Linked DNA regions of Mus musculus: region 1 is linked to region 2. Evidence: chromatin contacts called from public promoter capture Hi-C data. All regions are on one chromosome and are shown on one strand. Each heading gives the region's core, a stretch centred on a gene start, on an enhancer-like site or on the middle of the called end of the contact. The rest is flanking DNA. Distances are from core to core; before and after follow the strand shown. Region 1 holds the start of Asph (aspartate-beta-hydroxylase). Region 2 holds the start of Nsmaf (neutral sphingomyelinase (N-SMase) activation associated factor).

Region 1 (2,700 bases), core at 144-2,643, 3.2 Mb after region 2:
ATTAAGGAAACGAACTATTCTAGTTGATAATGGGGAATAGAAGAGAGTGAAACAAAGACAATACATGAAGACAGAATATACATGAAGACAGCAAGTGCTATGAAGAAAAACCATAGTTGGCTCATCTATCGTCCTGACATATACTAATAAAACCATAATCATCCAATCTATATATGACATATAATAATGAGCTGCCCATAGACCAAAGCATAGAATCTAAATCATTTCCAGTGATATTGAGAGCTCACATTCAATACACATGTGTGTTCCAGTTCCAATATTCTAAATATGAGTCAAAGGAAATATAAGAGAAACCGAGAACCGGTGAAATCTGACACGAAACAGATTTAAAACATCTGTTCTCCACTCTGCTGGCTAAGCACATGGAGAAGAAAGGTGAATAACCAGTAGGGTTTTTTGTTTGTGGGTTTTGGGTTTTTTGTTTGGTTGGGTTTTTTTTTTGGGGGGGGGGGGGTTATGATTTTATTTTATTTTATTGAGAAAAGAAAAAGGAGGCACAGAGAAAATCCCTATAGTACTTTATGATGTCCCTTTGTATTTTAAAAGGCAAACGCAATACATATTAAGAAAACTAAACAAAACTCCTTAAAATAATTTGCAAGAACGAAGCATCAAGTCTCATCCCGGCCCTTGAATACACTCCTCCAAGCCGCTCCTCAACGCTGCTGGCCAGGCTGAAACTTACTTTCTCTGACTTTGGCTCAGGGTCAAGCGCCCCGAAAACTGCAAAAAGATAAAGGGCCCTCTACACCCAGCTTCCATCAGGAAAGGCAAGAAAGGGCCGGCCAATGCTCGGGCAGGCTGGTGCTAGGGGTCCCCCTCCGGCCGACTCTGCTCCTCCGCCTCCCCGCCCGGTGAGCGCGGCCTCGCCCCGCGCACACAGGAGCCTCGCTAAGGATGGAGAGGAGCGGCGGACGTAGGATCAGACCAGACCTGCAGCGCCCACCCGGCTCCCGCCCGCAGCCAGGGCCTGGCCTGCGGGGACTCTGACCTCTCCGAGCCCCGGGGCTACTGCTGCTACCGCTGCTACCCGTGCTCGGGCTACCGCTGCCCGAGCCGCTGCCGCTGCCGCTGCTGCTGCTGTTGCCGCCGCCGCCCTTGGCGTTCTTGCGCGGGGCCATCGCGAGCTGCTCCGGGGACTGCAGAGAACCGGGGCCTTGCTGAGTGCACTAGGGACACCGGGGCTTCGAGACTCCTGTAGCAGCGCCTTAGCGTCCACTGCGCTCGCTGCGCCTCGGACGACTTGCACCAGCGTGCAGCCGCGCGGTTAGCCTCGCGTGCGCCCAGCCTGCGACTCCTTAGGCTGCCAAGAGCGCTCAGCTCCCCCCGGCCTCGGCCCCGCCCACGCCAGCCTCTGCCCACCCACCAGATCTGAAAGACGCCAACACGAGCCAATCCCGAGGACCGCTGGCAGGGGGCGGGGCAGGCTACGCGCGCCTGCCCTCCTCAGGCCAAAGCTTGTCTTTTGCTGCGCAGTGACTGCAAAGCCCCAGCGGCTTGTGGCTTTCTAGTCTGCCTGGATCCTCTGGAACGTGGCAAACGTGGAAGCCGGCAGGACTCTCGCGAGCGTTGGTGTTCTGGCTCCAACGGGATGGGGCGGGTATGAGGGCGGTGCCCGAGAGCTGCGCACCACCTCTTGGCTTCTTGGGAATTTGGTTCCGGTGCCTAAGTACGACCAAGGGTGCAAGCCCTCTCTTTGAAAAGGATTTGCCACAGTTCCGCCAGTACACTGTGATTGTTGAGCCTTCCAGTGTCAAAAATAAGGATTTGTGCCATCAGTAGTTTTGGAGAACCTTTAGTTAAGACATTAAAATGTTAACATGACTCAAAAACCCTATTTTCTTAACCATGCACAACACTCTCATCACACTAATACCTAGAATTTCTTCATGTCCCCAGCCATTGATCTCCTATGCTTATGCAGTGTACTGCGTCGGGATTGAGAACTGAATATTCAAAAGAAAAATGGCAACAGCTGGATGAACCAGCCAAGGTCCAGCAGAGACCATGATCATTTGTTACCAATTGCCCACATGGTGTCTGTGGGTAACAAAAAAACATGAAGTATGTGGTGATTTAATACATTGCTGTCAATGTCGAGATCTTCCAGGAGTTCTTGGAAGCAGCCCCTTGTAGAAGACCCAGAGTGAGCCACTGCTGTGGGACGACCCCTTCTGAGACTGCAGTTTCCTCAACCACCACTGACCATCATTAGGGTCCACTGGCCTCTGCCTTGTCAGCTGTGAATACTGGGTACCGCCCGGGGAAAAAAGTGGAACCCAAGAGCCTCACAGAACAGGGAAAAAGAGGGCATCGTTTTCACACAGCCATGAAGGTGGGTGCTGCCGTCCATTCTTACTGCATTTCTTTATCTCTGAGCCTCCTCGGCACCCAGGAGTCCTCTCTTTTGAACACAACTTCTTGCCCACAAAGGACATTCTTTCAGCAGGAAACAATGATGGGAATGGGGGGAGGCAGAGAGGCAAATCTGATCCATATCACTTAATGGAAGGTGCTGATATCTAAACTACAATAGATAAATAACTCTCCATCCCCAAGATAAAAAATTTTAATTACTCACAAAACACTATTATAGAGTTGATGCTTTAAAGGTTCAATCTTAACTAGCTTCCACAAATGTTTTAATCCCTTGTGCTGGCTGATTTTGTGTGTCAACGT
Region 2 (2,700 bases), core at 199-2,698:
TCTGTAAGGTTGGTTTTCCAAAGTTAACTTTTAAAAGTTCCCCTTTTTAAAAATGGATTCTATGATTTATAAAGAATCTGCTTGGTTTACGTTCAAAATAAAAATTTGGGGTGATCAGGAAGTAGAAATCAGCTGCTGGTGCTGAGTGTAGGGAAGAGTTGATGCTGGCAGCTGATAAATGTTTGGGCTGGGAGCACTCCTACCTTGGAGTACTGTGAACATATGTACATAATATGTAAACAAACCAGCATTTGCTGGAAATAACCGGGGCAGCGAGTTCCTCTAACATTACAGAGCAGCGTAAGACGATTAAAATAAGTCAGAATCTACGACAAAACACCCCCTGTCCGATTTCGCTGTTTATCACAGGATTGTTACAAATGACTAAGTCCTAGAAACATGACAGGCCACGCGTTTAAAACATTTCAAATGTTAATCTGAATGCTCTTCAATGTAACACAGAGCACCAACAAGTCTTAACAAGTCGTCGGGTGCCAGACAAAGAAATTCCATTTAAATTCCGGAGGTGGAAAGGTAATTTCAGCGCGGACCACCCTGCCAGCCCACTACATCTTAGAGAGAGATGCGGGGCTTGGGGAAGAGGGCGGGTTGAGCAATAGCTACAGGTGAAGCCTCCGCAGAGCACCCAGAATAAAAGCTGCACCTGCATTTCCTGGCATAGCCTGCTTCGCTGGATCCACTCAGCAACAACGTGACCGTCGGATCCCGGCTCCCACAGACAAACCCGCATCTCAAAACAAACAAACAAAAATGTAGCCCGCGTTCCCGCTGGAACCACAGCTGGGTCACAAAACCAACCGCCCTGGGAGGGACCCACGGGGCGGAAGTGCGCTTTCCTGTGCGGGGACGGGATCTGAGGGAGGCCGGAGCTCTACCCACGTCCTCCCTGGGCCGCGGCTGACCGCGGCCGCCCCGCCGCACGCGCTTCCCCAACAGCCTCCCATGCAGGGCGCGGAGGGTCGGTGGGGAGACGCCGGCGTGGGACGGCGGGCGGGCGGGCGCGGGGACCGCCCTGCCTTCGCGTCCCCAGGCGCCCCCGCCAGCCGGGCCCACCCGCGCGCGGCTCTGCGGCCCCGGAGGCGGCCGCGGCCTGCAGGAGAGTCCCCGGCTGCCGCCCGGCCCGGCCTCCCGCCCCGCGCACCTCTCCTTGGAGTAGAGCTGCAGCTGCTGCTCGCGCTGCCTCTTCCGGGTGAACGCCATGGAGGCCCAGGGCTCGCAGGCCGCCGACTGTCCCGAGCAGTCCCGAGCGGCCGCACCGGGCGGGCAGGCGGGCGGGCGGCCGGGAGCCCCACGCTGCGCCCCAGGGCCCGCGGCGTCCGGACGGCGCTCACCGCAGCATCCTCGCGTGGGGACTCGGGCGACGCCGTGACTCAGGCCCGGAGGAGGGGCGCGCAGTGACCTGAGGCCGCGGGAGCCGCGTCCTACACTGCCCCGACTAACCTCTGCAGCGCTGCTGCGGCGAGGATACCTCCCACGTGAGCCTGAGACCTGCCCGGGAGCCCCCCAGTTCGTTGGCGGCGGGGATTTGAAATAACAAGGTTTTTGGATGTTTAGTCCCAAATTTCAGTCTTTGAAATAAATAATCGATGGGATTTTATTTTATTTTTTTCGCCCGTGTATGGTGTAGCGGTTCTTAGTAATATTCATATTTAGGTTGCAACTATTATCACAGTGATGGGATATTTTTACTATCTCAAAAAGAAACCTTTACCTTTTAGCAATCACTACTCCTAGGTGCATCTCCACAAACCTTTGCCCTAGAAAACAGTACTTAACTTTCTGTCTCTGTGAATTTGCCTAGCCTGGACATCTAGAATAAAAACATCCATACAATATGTGGTCTTTGTGTCTGATTTCTTTCATTTAGCACAATGCTTCCAAGGTTCGTCTGAGGTATAGCACAAGTCAACATTCTATTCCTTTTTATCACGGAAGTGTATTCCATTGTATCACACACTGCATTCCTGTTAATATATTCAACAGTTGCCAGGCACAGCAGTGTTCCCACCTTTTGGCTATAAGCATTCACGTACCCGTTTATGTGTGTAAATGCTTTCATTTCTGTTGAGTGAAGTCGAAATCAAAGGGTGGAGTTTCTAGACTGTTTTAATAAGTCCATCTGTGAACTCTGAAAGTCTGCTACTGTGCTTTCAAAGTATCCATTTAACTCCCACTAGCAGTAAAGAAAGGTTCTTACCTTCAACAATACTTACCTTTTATATTCTGTCCTGCCAACTATGACTCGTATTTCATTGGGGTTATGATTTCTCAATACCCTGAGAATACGCTGGATATTGCTTACCTTTAAGGGACTCTCAAATAACAAGCCTCTAAGTTGTGTGTGTTGAAACACTCCTAGTGTTGGCTTAAGAATCAAGTTCTGCAGGGTTGAAAAAAAAGCACAACAATGGCAACAATTAGCTGTCCTTCATCACTGGCAGCATGTGGGGGAAGATCGGAAGTCATAACTGAAGAGACCTGAGTACCCTATGTCAGTGAATCTCTTCCTTTTATCCGAGTGCTGCACAGACTCTGTAACTACCCTAATGGTCCTTGGGAACGAGCTTGTGTGCATGTGTGCACAATGACATAAGATTATGAGAATGGCTAAGATACCATCTGAAAATTTTCTGTGTGGCAAATAGTATAGTAGATGCTATGGACTCAAAGGAGAGAAAT

Evidence for each region. Promoter capture Hi-C pulls out the DNA fragments that hold promoters and counts their contacts.
Region 1: a promoter capture Hi-C map of pre-B cells shows a contact between it and region 2. The contact joins the promoter of Asph here to the promoter of Nsmaf in region 2.

Annotation. Positions count from the first base shown.
Region 1 is chr4:9,667,769-9,670,468 of GRCm38.p6, forward strand. Asph (aspartate-beta-hydroxylase) reads right to left here and starts at 1,394. Exons shown (of 24, transcript NM_023066.3): 1 at 1,013-1,394. The coding sequence starts at 1,142.
Region 2 is chr4:6,452,823-6,455,522 of GRCm38.p6, forward strand. Nsmaf (neutral sphingomyelinase (N-SMase) activation associated factor) reads right to left here and starts at 1,449. Exons shown (of 31, transcript NM_010945.2): 1 at 1,163-1,449. The coding sequence starts at 1,221.